Linked DNA regions of Oryctolagus cuniculus: region 1 is linked to region 2. The links are chromatin contacts, called in public Micro-C maps. All regions are on one chromosome and are shown on one strand. The core of a region is the stretch at or near the end of the contact, and the rest is flanking DNA. Distances in the headings are between cores, read along the strand shown. Region 1 holds the start of GPBP1 (GC-rich promoter binding protein 1). Region 2 holds the start of SETD9 (SET domain containing 9).

What was found. Hi-C and Micro-C count contacts between places; a contact is called where the count stands out from the background.
Region 1: a Micro-C map of ear pinna shows a contact between it and region 2, with 3 times the contacts expected there. The contact joins the promoter of GPBP1 here to the promoter of SETD9 in region 2. A contact is called at or near these places in 2 of 6 Hi-C or Micro-C datasets (ear pinna and skin fibroblasts).

Annotation. Positions count from the first base shown.
Region 1 is chr14:77,846,460-77,853,303 of mOryCun1.1, forward strand. GPBP1 (GC-rich promoter binding protein 1) reads left to right here and starts at 4,786. Exons shown (of 12, transcript XM_002714045.5): 1 at 4,786-5,186; 2 at 6,430-6,844.
Region 2 is chr14:77,586,701-77,592,722 of mOryCun1.1, forward strand. It overlaps SETD9 (SET domain containing 9), which reads left to right and starts at 4,323. Exons shown (of 6, transcript XM_051853774.2): 1 at 4,323-4,490; 2 at 5,663-6,022. The coding sequence starts at 4,393.

The DNA of each region.
Region 1 (6,844 bases), core at 3,536-6,035, 260 kb after region 2:
CATACCATACTGCTTTCCCAGGTACATTAGCAGGGAGCTGGATACGAAGTGGAGCAGCTGGGAATTAACTGATGCCCACTATGGGATGCCGGTGTCACAGGCAGTGGCTTAACCCACTATGCCCCAGCGCTGACTCCTGTCAAGCTTCTGACAGCAAGCATATTTTATTTTTATACCTAAAAATTTAAATTAATGAATAGCAAATTTATTGTTAAATGCCATCATGATTAAAGATAACATCTTTTCAAAGTTAAAATTATACTCTTTTTGAATTCGTTACATAACATTTAAGAAATTAAAATAGGCCATCGCCGTGGCTCACTAGGCTAATTCTCTGCCTGCGGCGCCTGCACCCCAGGTTCTAGTCCTGGTTGGGGCGCCAGATTCTGTCCTGGTTGCTCCTCTTCCAGTCCAGCTCTCTGCTGTGGCCCAGGAAGGCAGTGGAGGATGGCCCAAGTGCTTGGTTCCCTGCACCCGCATGGGAGACCAGGAGGAAGCACCTGGCTCCTGGCTTCGGATCAGCACAGTGCGCTGGCCGTGGCGGCCATTTTGGGGGTGAACCAGCGGAAGGAAGACCTTTCTCTCTGTCTTTCTCTCTCACTGTTTAACTCTGCCTGTTAAAAAAAAAAAAAAGAAAGAAATTGAAATAAAACCTTTTTATTTCTTACAGGGTGGAGTTGTCCTTGAGACAACTTCTTCAAAGTGTTTTTGTATTCTTTCAATCCCCAAAGTAGCAGTTAATGAGAGCTTACTCTGTCCAACTTGTTGCAGGCTCTGGGGATACAGCAGTGAACGGAACAGGCATGAGTTCCCTCCTTACAAAACCCATTGAGGACAGAGACCCACAAGGCAGATCAGTACATGATTGCAAACTTTCCAGGAACAAAGAGGAGTGTGTAGATATTTTTCACTATTACCAAGGAGACAGCTTCTGTTAGAGGATGGAGACCTGTGTTCCTTGTCAATGGCCTCAGAGACTTGTCAGTCTGTGCTCGTGCTTGGGAACAGGGACTGGGAGGGTTCCGGATGTTTCCATCATTGTCAGAAATTCAATAAATACTTAGTAAAAGTCAAGTTATTCAGGCCTGGGGTAGGACAGGAGATGAATAGAAGTTTCCCTGACTTTGGTTTCGCCATCTTGAAAGACAGGACATACCAGAGAACACACAGAGAAAACACTGATAAAACTGAGTGTAAATCAACATGTGAGAGAAGTTCTGAGCTCTATCTGATAAGAGTGTTACTTGAATAAGGTTTCTAGGGATAAGAAGTAAGGATTTGCAAAGTAGAGAGACAGTGGGAAGAAGAAAAGCAATCTAGTTAAAAGACGAGGTATTTCCATTTCAGTATTTCAAGGATAAGGGCAATTCTGAGACCTGCAGAAAGTGTGGGCTAAAGCAAAGAATTCAGGTGGGAAAGTTATGCATTTAACAGCCATTGGAGAATTTACACCATGGTTGAAACTGTACCTGTTGCTATGAATAAATATGAATAAAAATCACTACTTTAAAGCATCTTTGAGTTCTGTAGTAGAGACAGGTAGGAAATGAAGCAATTATAAGAGTGTAAAAAGCGTAGGAGGAATGATGAGGAAAGCCCTGCACATCTTTTCAGTTTCCAGGCAGAGGTGGAAATGGGCAATTAGTTACAGCAGCAGACATGGGATTATAATGGAAATAGAAGCAATATTAGATTTGTGAAGGATTCAGTTTCCTAGTCAAATTATTTTATTCTGCTTCTCAACTGTTGTAGATTGTTAGACAGCTAAGTTTTAAACTTTAAATTGTTTTAAAAGAGTATTATTCAAATGTTATACAGTGTATAAAGCAAAACGTTCTGATTTATTTTAAAGTTGTTCCTTAGGTATGGCCCATTTTTATATACATGTACATACTTCTTAAAAAGCACAATGGTGACCATGATAGTGAGAAAATGAACAAGCAAGTAAGCAAGCACTCTCTCCCATACACTGGTTCACTCTCCGAACACCCAAAAGAGCCAGAGCTTGGCCAGGTGGGCGCCTGGAACTCGGCGCCACGTGGGTGGCAGGAGCCTAACTTAACTACTTGAACCATCAGGGCTGCTGCTGAAGGTCTCCATTAGCAGGAAGGTGGAGTCAGAAGTCATAACTGGCACCACCCAGGCACTCCAATGTATGCTGAGGGCATCCTAATCACTGGGCTACATACCAGCCTCCTGCCACACACTTTCATCTCTTAGCAAAACATAGCAAACATCTTTGTCAGTATGTGTTGGTTTACACTATTAAAAAATATTTTATTATATAGATATACCTTAAACTTTCTTTTTAAAAATTTATTTATTTGTAAGGCAGAATGGCAAGAGAGGTAGAGCTCACTCCTCTCTGCTGGTTCACTTACCAAATGGCTACAATGGCTGGGGCCAGGCTGAGTCCAGGAGGCAGGAACTCCACCCAGATCTCCCACATGGGTGGCTGGACCCCAACTACTTTTTTTTTTAAGATTTATTTTACGTATTTGAAAGACAGAGTTACAGAGAGAGGTAGAGCCAGAGAGAGAGAGAGGTCTCCCACCTGTTGGTTCACTCCCCAAGTGGTTTCAACACCCAGAGCTAAGCTGATCTGAAGCCAGGAGCCAGGAGCTTCTTCCAAGTCTCCTACACGGGTGCCAGGGTGCAAGCACTTGGACCATCTTTTACTGCTATCCCAGGACATAGCAAAGAGCTGGATCAGAAATGGAGCAGCCAGGACTTGAACCAGTGCCTATACGGGATGCTGGTGCAGGCCACAGCTTTAAACCCACTGTGCCACAGCACCGGCCCCCCACTCAGCTTATCATCTGTTGCTATCCCAGGTACCATGGCAGGACACTAGATCAGAAGAGGAGCTGCTGGGACTCAGCTGGCACTCTGATGTGGGGTGTGAGTATTGCAAGCAGCAGCTTCCTGCACAACACTACCTGCTCATCCTATTTATTAAAATAAATCTGAGGATGTAAAATACCTGGAGAAAGTATTTTTAAAGATTTAAAAAATTATGAAAGTCAAATGATCTGGAGGAAAATCTGTAGATTTTCATTCATGACACGTTTAATACAAATAAGTGGTCTTTATACGCTCATCGAGGCTTGTCTTTTTGAATATTTGCCAATATGCTAGGTAGAAAGTGGTACATCACTGTTAGCTTTACTTTATTTCACCTTTTTTCCTAGTGAGGTAGAATACCTATTCATAGACATGAACATACATTTCATTACCTCTGCATACATGACTCATGACTAGCTTGTGCATTGTCTTTTGAGTTTTTAAAAGAATTGGTGTGGTTATCTTTTTCTTGATCGTTTGTAAGAGCTGTTGACTTACCTATGTGTTACATGAATCAAAATTAGATACTAGGGATAGTAAGCAAACATACATAATTAAATATTAACGTGGTTGTTGTACCTTAGAATTGTTTCTCCATCTTGCTATTTGTTTCTCAATATATTGTCTTCTGTCATATAAAGGTGCAATTTGTTTTATCAAATTTTTAAATCAAATTCTTCCTTTATTATTGCTTGGTTTGACGTTGTGCTTAGAAAGAAAAGCATAACCAGGTCCTCTTCTCCCGACAAGAACAGGGGAATGTGGTGTGGTGCGAAGACCAAGGATTAAGACTCTACCTCTCTCTGTAACTATCTTTCAAATAAATAAAATAAATTTTTTTTAAAAAAAAGACCCAGAGTTTGAGTTTACATTGGTTATAGGACAGTTATGGTACCCAATTTGCATATCGCACAAACATTTACTCGGCACAGTCTGCATTCGCAAAAGGGGGGAAGAAGCAGCCGCCTCAGATGTTGCTGTAAGGATTAGCCTGCCTGGCACACACAGGCATCCAAGGAGTGTTAATTCGTTTTCCTTCACGCCCAGCGGGGCATCCATTAATTGCCAAAAGTGGCCGCCTGCCCGACGAGGACTAAAATAAAAGGTTGGGAGGTGTAAATTTCGGTGCGTTTACATTCCAGCGGTCTTTCAGGGGCTTGCAGAAGCACTCCATTAAACTACAAGTCCCATAATGCACATAAAAGGACCATAAAGTTTCCGCGCAGGCAGCTCTCGTGGCCTGGGGGAGGGCGGAGAGCCAAACACTTTCTGTTTTCCGGATTTTTCCTCGTTAAGACAGCCTCCCTCCACCTTCCACGTGGGCCCGCTTCCTCCCGGAGGCCAGCTTCCCAGGTTGCAGAGTGAGGCCAAAGCTACCACCGCCGGAAACACTGTCACTACCGCACCGTTCATCAGAAAACGAGCCGTGAGACCTCTGTTGAATAACCCACCCACTGTCGCGTGAGGGGAGACAGAAATAATCCGCACAACCGTGTCCAGTGGCCACTCGTGCCCGGCGCGCGCCGCAGGGCCACGGCTTCGGGGCGCCCCATCCCTCCCGCACCGGCTCGCAGGCGCCTGGGCGGCCGCCGCGCTCCGCGGCTCCTCAGAGTTTCGCGCCGCGGCAGACGCGGCGGCGGCGCGCGCCCCCCGAGCCCACGCGGCCGGCAGCCGGCGCGGCGCTGCCCGGTCACCGTCGCGGGCTCGCGGCGGCCCGGGCCGGGGGAGGGGCGGGAGGAGGGGCTCCTCCGGGAGCGGCGGGGAATTCCCCCTTCCACCGAACGTTCCCGATTGTTCACCGTCCGCACGTCAGCAGCAGGGGGTAATCCCCGACTCCAGCTGCTCCTGACGTCACCGCGCGGAGCCACCGCCCCCAGCACGTCCCAGCCTCCGGGGGCTCCTTGGGGCCCCGCCCCCAGGCTTGGCCACGCCCCTCCCTTCCCCCAGTCGCTCGACGTAGAGGGCGGAGCTTCTCGGACCGGGGCGTGAGCGGTTGCTTGGGCCAGAAGGTTCTCTGGTAGAGGCGCTCCTCCTGCTGCTCCGCCCCACAGATTCGTTCGCAGAGCTTCTTCCACACCCTTTCTCCCTCCTTCTTCTCCTCGCCCCGCCTTCCCGCCCTTCTCCTCAACCCCTCTGGTTCCTTCCCCGCCTCACCACCTTCCACGATCTCGCGAGACTTGGCCCAGAACATTGCGGATCGGATCGGCGCCATTTTGGGACTGAGACTGGTTGTGGGGGAGGGAAAAGCGGCAAAAGGGGATTATTCAAAGTACCGAAAACCTCCTCCCGGGATCGAGCGCAGCGGTACCCCCAGGCCAGGGGCACCTCTGGTGGGGCAGAAGGTAACACCGTCCTCTGTGCTCCGCGCCGGAGTCCGGGGGAGGCGGGGGGTGCCCGTGTCGGCGTTGGGGCTTGAGGGGTCGGGAGCGGCGTTGGCGGCGCGAGGTGTGAGGCTGCCCGCGGACGGGGGGGGGGGGCGGCGGGGAGCGCGGAGGCTGAGGAGAGGGCGGCGCGGGGAGGCCCCTCCAGCTATCGACTCGGGCCGGGTGGAGCGGAGGCGGCGGTTGTGGGCAGGGGTGGGAGGCTTAGCCTCGGCGGCTTGGGGGGGTGTTTGGCTGAGGCTGGGGACGGGTCCGACGCCTTCCGTGCTCGGCTTCCCTCCGTCAGGCCTCCCGCACCGGGCCGCCTGTGTTTGCACCGCTCCTCCCCTCAGAGTGAGGGAGCCGAGGCCGAGCCGGGGCCTTCGCGGTTCCTCCCGCGGCGCCTCGGCGCTCCGCCTGTCCGGGTGTGGGGCACCTGGTGGCGGCCGAGGCGACGGCTCCCTCGGCCGCCCGAGCTCGGTGGGGTCTGAGGGGAGCTGCGTGCGATGGAGGCGGGGGGGACCGCGCTCGCCGTGGTTTCCGAGTGGGGCCCGGCGCCTTCCGCCCCCTCGGGTTTGGGAGAAGGCTGTTGGCTTAACATCGCGGCCATGGGAATCGCCACCTTCGCCCGCCGCTGCCCTGGCGAGCGGGGCAGTCGTCCCTGGCGGGCGCTGTTCGCAGCCGGTCCGCCGTCACTTCCCAGCCACCTCTCCCGCCTCGCTGGGGAAAATCCGCCTCTGGGAGCCCTTGCGATTTGGAGGAGCGTCTGTCTCGCTGCAGACCCAGCCTCCTCTCGCTGCTGCCCCGGGCCAGCACACCTGTCTCTGTTTTCCCTTCCGTGCGCTCAGGCTACTCAGACAAGACCTCTTGCACGCTCGTGTGCTAGTTTCATAGTTGAACTGTTTACTCAAAAAGTGTAAGGACGCTTGCTTATATAATCTCCCAGTGTCTGTCCGCACTCCGTTCCCGGTTGAAATCAGCAGTGGCCCTCCACGAAGCCGCCTCTCTCCCTCCCTCCCCACCCCCCACGCCCCAACGCACAGTTCCAGCCTTTTTTCTAATGGGGTAGACTTTTTAGTGACCGACTGCTTGGGCAAAGCCCTTTGCCAGGCCGCAGTAGGATTTTACAGAAGTTTCTCTCCAGAGCTTGACTCTTTAAGGTGGGGTTTGATTTTTAGCTCCGAATCGGAACTCGTGTGTAATTTTTTTTTTATAACTTTTGCAGGTGATTGGATTACAGATAATGAAGATCATCTTCTAGGTTTTGTGTAAAAGGCCCCGGATATTTCAAGTGGCCATTTTGGAATTACAATGTTTTTGGATAATTTTGCCCCAGAAGTTTATTAAAATTGGCACGAATCATCTCTGAAGTGAATTGACAGTAGTGAACTGTTCAACAAGCTGCTTAAAAAGACACCCAGGCATTTCTTCAGTATTTTTGTTCAAACGGATTATATAAGTGGTTAAAATATTTCTGCTGGTGGTATTTTTGCCTCCCCCCCACCCCTTGTTGGTGTTCTTCAGCCAACACTGTAAGATATGTTTGATTAGTGTACTGAGTAGTTTCAGCAGTTTCAGATTACTGTTTAAATATTGCTGAAGTTTCGTGGCAGTTTATTTTTACCTTTATTAAAAGTTTT
Region 2 (6,022 bases), core at 3,073-5,572:
TGGGTCTCCTACGTGTCTGCAGGGGCCCAAGGACTTGGGCCATCTTCTACAACTTTCCCAGGCACATTAGCAGAGAACTGGATCAGAAGTGGAGCAGTAGGACTTGAACCGGTGCCCAAATGGGTTGCTGGTGCTGCAGGTCAGGACCTTAACCCACTGCACCACAACGCTGGCACCAGCTGCTCCACTCTTGATACAATTCCCTGCTAATGATCTGGAAAAAGCAGTGGAAGATGATCCTAATGCTTAGGCCTCTCGCCCTCCCCCTCCTCCCCCCTCATTCTGCCTCTCCCTCTCTCTCTTCCTCACTCTGCCTCTCCCTCTGCCTCTGTCAAATAAAATAAAAAATAAATCTTTTAAAAAAACAATTATAATATTCATAAACAACTTTATTCCAACAAATTTGAAGCCTTAGATGAAATTAAAAAATTCTATAAAAAATATAACTTACCATATGACATAAAGTGAAACAGAAATTTTCAATAGCCCTAAATTTAAAGAAATTAAACTTGAATTCATTATTAAGGAAGAAAACCTAAGCCCCGATAGTTTCACTGGCAAATGCAATTGGTCTAAAATTTTAAAACATACTTCAAACTAAGTGTAAAATGACATAGCACACATAAAAGCCTGCAGGGGGTACAGGACAAAGTGACCGACCTTTGCTGCTCACCGCTGGACGGCCAGTTCACCAGGACCGAGAGTGGGTAACAGGAAAGGGTTAATTCAAGTTCCCAGAAGCTCTGGGAACAAGAGTGATGGCTGGATCCAAACTGCTCTTTTCCACCAATAAACCATCAAAAAAAGGGTTTTTAAAGGGAAGAGGCAGCTGCAGGTGGAGGCCAGAAAAAAAAAAAGTCTGATCAATTGATAATTAAGCAGATCTTCCATACCTGCTCCAACGGCCAGGGCACTCTGGATGTCAGCCAGGTGGCGGTTTCTTACTAATGGAGCTCAGCTGGTTGGGTTGAAGGTTGCAGACCCTCTTCTCAGTGGGGGTGAGGCCTGCCTTCCAAGTCAATTCCTTTCAGTAGGATCCTCAAATTGTCCACAAACATTATTATCCCATGATCACAGATAATTCACAACACCAGCAATGGGCTCTTGTCAGTCAAAATACGAGAAGGGAAATTACACGGGTTTGATCAAAGAGGAATTCATAACTAAGTAGAGGTATCTCAGAAATCCCATCCAAGGACAGTTCAACAATGTATCATTATAATTTTGTACATTAACAGAAGACTGAAAAGAAATTGTATGGTAGGTTCAGTGAAAGGATTTGATATTCACTGCTCATTTAAAATTTAATATGGGGCCCGTGCTGTGGCACAGCGGGTTAAGCTCTAACCTGCACATATGGGCACCAGTTGAGTCCCCCGCTGCTCCACTTCTGATCTCACCTCCTGCTAATGCACCTGGGAAAGCAGCAGAAGATGGTCCAAGTCCCTGGGCCCCTGCACCCACAAGGGAGACCTGGAAAAAGCTCCTGGCTCCCGCCATTGGCTTGGCACAGCCCTGGCTATTGGCCACTTGGGGAGTGAACCAGCGATGGAAGATCTCTGTCTCTCCTCTCTCTCTCTGTAACTCTGCCTTTCAAATAAATAAATCTTTTTTTAAAAATTAAGGCAAAAATTCTTGGAGAGCCAAAAATAAAAAAATTTCATATTCCATAAAATATACTTTTCAGAAAATTACAGCAAATATTAAAGAGTGAAACTAGAGGAAATACGGCCAGAGACAAAGAAGAGCAGGCACCCTGCCCCCAACACAAACCTTGAAAAGTGGCTGCTCCCAATTAACCAGTGAGGCAGCTCCCACTGTTACCGCGTCCAGGTTGGGAAGATGTCCTAGGTTCTGCTTTGGTAACTCCAGGCGTAACTCTGCCCTATAGTCTTCCCCAGGTATCCCTTTTATAAACATGCCGGACCCACCGGCCATGGGAAGTGCGGTTCTAAGTCACGTAGGCTGCAATCTGAACCCACCAGTGCTGTAACAGTTAAGGTCTGATGCTAATGAACCTATAAGCAGTGTAAGAAACTCAGGATTGTTGCTCAGTTCTCAGGAAGAGATTCCAGCTGAGCCCGCTGGTGTGCGTAAACTGCCAGGATCCTCCACTGTCTCTGGTGCCTGTTTGAACAAAGGGAGTTTTCCAACTCCAGGTTTCTGTAATAAAACCTTAGAGATTGAAGAAATGAAATAGACCCACAGAAATAAAGTTAGATTTCCAAGATATCTTTGAGTAATTTAAAAAGTTGCAGATATAGTATTTTTTTTTAAAGATTTATTTATTTATTTTAAAGCCAGAAAGAGAGAATGAGAGAGAGAGTGTGTCTTCCATTTGCTGACGGTCACAATGGCTGGAGCTGAGCCGATCTGAAGCCAGGAGCCAGGAGCTTCTTCCAGGTCTCCCACACAGGTGCAGGGGCCCAAGGACTTGGGCCATCCTCCACTGCTTTCCCAGGCCACAGCAGAGAGCTGGATCTCAAACTGGTACCCAAATGGGATGCTGGCACTGCAGGTGGTGGCTTTACCTGCTATGCCACAGCGCTGGCCCCAACATAGCACTTAAAAACACACAAAACACTGTTTCTCTGTGGACACATACAGCTATGTAAATACACAGAAATAACACTGCTGGAAAACTAGAGTCCGGTTACTTGGAGGAGAGGCAGCCAGCACCAGAACTGGCCAGGGCACAGGGCTGGTTAGCAGACCCCAGCCTTACCTATCACGTTCCTGTCTGTTACAAGAATGTTGTTGGCACGAATTGTTCAGCTAAGCAAAAATTATTTTTAATCCATCAATATAAAAAGCCCTTGGAAATATGTACAAAAACCTCTCTTCCTTTTGAAGAGAAAGGATTCAATTAGTTCTTTTTGGTTCATTGTAAGTTTGTACAGGCACTTTCGTTGTATGCTATTTCTTAATATGCCTGAAATGGGATTAACTCCATTTAATCTAGATTATGCCAAAAGCTACCAAACAGAGTACGATGGAAAACTCTCTAGCGTTTGCCAATATCCACTATGATGTTAGAGATAAAGGGAGACATTTGAGATACGGTTTTTCCCCCCTTTTATTTCCTTTGGAACGTAACAAAATTAGTCCTGAGGCCCCCTGGAATCTGCCTGAATTTTCACCGGAATCTCAGCTGTTCAGTAGGGATTTTAGGTTAGGATTCATTCTCTCAGGCAAAGAATAAAGAAACCACATTTGCAGCCTGAAAAACTGGCACCAAGACATTTCCTTTCTTTTTTCTTTTTAAAGACTTATTTATTTATTTGAAGGTCAGAGATGGAGAGACAGAGAGATCTTCCATCCATTGGTTTACTCCCTGGTGGCCACAACCGCTGGGCTGGGTCAAGCCAGGAGCCGGAGCTTCCTCCGATCTCCCACGCGGTGCAGGGGCCCAAACACCTGGGCCACTCCCACTGCTTTTCCCAGGCGCACTACAAGGGAGCTGGCTCCAGAGTGGAGCAGCCGGACTCGAACCTGCACCCATACGGGATGCCCGCACCACAGGCGGCAGCTTCACCCTCTATGCCACAACACGGGCCCCACGACATTTATTTCTCAGCACTCGCCGATTTAACGGTGATTAGGGGGTTCCTGGCGTCTGCCGCCACTGGCGCTGAGCGGCCCTAACCCGTCTTCGTTCCAAAGCCTGATAAAAGACATTACAGGAGAACGACAGGCCAGTAATCTCCCGCGAACTTAAACGCAAAATTCTAAACGAAGTCGAATCCGGGAATATAAAAACAGGACGATCCATCACAAGGAAGCTAACCGAGAGCGACAGGAAGCAGAAAAGCGGTGGACCGGGGCCGGGGCCGGAGGGATTCGGCTGTGTTCGCTCTCTGGAGTCCGGCGACAGCTCCCAGGTGTACCGAGCCGTTCACTGGCGTGTGGGCAGCTTGAGGTAGACCGACTGCACCTCAATAGAGGTACTGCTTAAAAAGCTGCCCGTGCCGTCCCGTCGTGGGGAGTGTGGAGCGCTCAGAGGCTCCCCCACTTCTGGCTGTCGTACCCGCAGGACCTCCGAGGTGGAAACTAAGGAACGCGGGCGCGGTGGCCCGACGTCCAGGGGAGGATGCCACTTGCTTGCCAGGGGCGACAAGGGCGCCAGAGACGAGAAGGAGCCGCGCAGGGACGGAGGAGGGCGCGGGACCCCGGGGAGCGGACGCGGGGCCGGGCCACCGCGACAGACACGAGGCGCCCGGGGCCGCGCTCCTCGCGGGAGAAACGCGCTCTGCGGTCCGGGGCGGAGGAGCCAGGCGGCGCCAGGGACGCGGAGGGCGGAGACCGAGGAGGGCGGGACCGCGCGGCGCCTGCTCCCCGCCCGCCCGCCCGCCCGCGCCCGGGCCGTCCTCGTCACGGCGCCGAGGGGCAGCCATGCCCGGCCGCCTGCTGCGGGGCCTGTGGCAGCGATGGCGCCGTTACAAGTACCGCTTCGTTCCTTGGATCGCGCTGAACCTAAGCCACAACCCGAGGTGAGCGGGCGGGACGAACCACGCCGCCAGGGCCTCTGGGCAGGAGGCGGGTGGAGCCTGAAGCAGCAAGAGCCAGCGGCGACCGAAGGGCCGGCCGAGGGGGGCGGGGCCGAGGAGGGCGGAGCCAGAGGCGGGCGGGGCCAGAGGCGGGCGGGTCTGAGGCCAGCAGAGCCCGAGGAGGGCGGAGCCCGAGGCGGGCGGGTCTGAGGCCGGCGGAGCCCGAGGCGGGCGGGTCTGAGGCCGGCGGAGCCAGAAGACGCGCGGAGGCTCGAAGGGGGCGGAGCCTGAGGCGGGCGGGGTTAGATGTGGGCGGGGCTGAGGCCGGTGAACCCCGAGGCGGGCGGGGCGCCCGTAGCGGGCGCTGGCCCGGGGTGGGCGTGGCCTGTGACTGCTCCTCTGTGTCCGCGCTGCGAGGCCTGCGAGGCCGGCTTCTCCCTTTGCTGTCTTTACTGGCTGGGGCCCCTGTATGCGCGCCAAAAGTAGAGACCTTTAGAAAGAAGACTCTGCGTGAGAGTGCGTGGCCTTTCCCCGCGGAGCCACAGTCAGGAGGTTGAATTTCCTCAGAAAAGCCAGACCAGGTTTATTTTCACGGCCCTGTGGGCATCATCTTTGTGCAGACAGTCCGTGCGGAGCTAACGCGTGAACCCGAGCAGAGTGCGAACTGCGGGCGTGGGGTCAGGACCCGGGCGACTGGGTGGGCGTGGGGCCTCGGTCTCTGCCGGCGGAGCTCCCCGAAGTCTCTAGCTTGCTGCCCAGAGTGGGGGGGCGGGAGGTGCGCCCGCTCTGTCCGCAGAATTACGGGGAGTGCAGCAGGAACCCCGGTTAGGGAAGCCAGCGAGGCAGCCCCTGGAGGGAACGTGACTGCGGGCGGCGCTGGAGCGGAAGCTGGCCCAGGCCTGTGGAAGACGCCGCGGGTGGACCAGGTCCAGGCGCCCAGCCGCGTGGGCCTGGCAGCGCCGGGCCGCAGTGCGCGGGGCCTAGACACAGGCTCCTGCTGCGGGTATTGTCGGCGCTGCTTAGCTGAGGCGACCCTGACAGTTCCTTCCTGGACCTCCTCGTCCCGTGCCCTTCGGACACACGCCTGGTTCCATCAGCCGGTACCCCGGGCCGCGTCCGGGCAGCCCGGCCTTCATCGTTCAAGGGTGGTCAACAGAAACTTTTCCCGTTTCCAGGACCCTTCGATATGTTCCAGAGGAATCCAAAGACAAAGTTCTCTCAGATGAAGATGTCCTAGGAACGTTACTGCAACTTTTCCAGGCTCTGTTCTTAAATGATTTCAGTAAACAGTCAGATATCTTGGCCGTGCTGCCCGAACCTGTTAAATCAAAATACCAAGACCTGTGGGCGGTTCAGCACCAAAGGGAAACACTGCTGGGGAACAGTCAGCCGCAGAACACCTTTAAGCCGGAAGAAGTTCTTTATAAGACGCTGGGTTTCTGTGTGGTCCGAGCACCTAGCTCAGTGATTTCTGCTGGAAAAGGTGTCTTCGTTGCCAAAGGATTGGTACCCAAAGGCGCGGTTGTATCTATGTA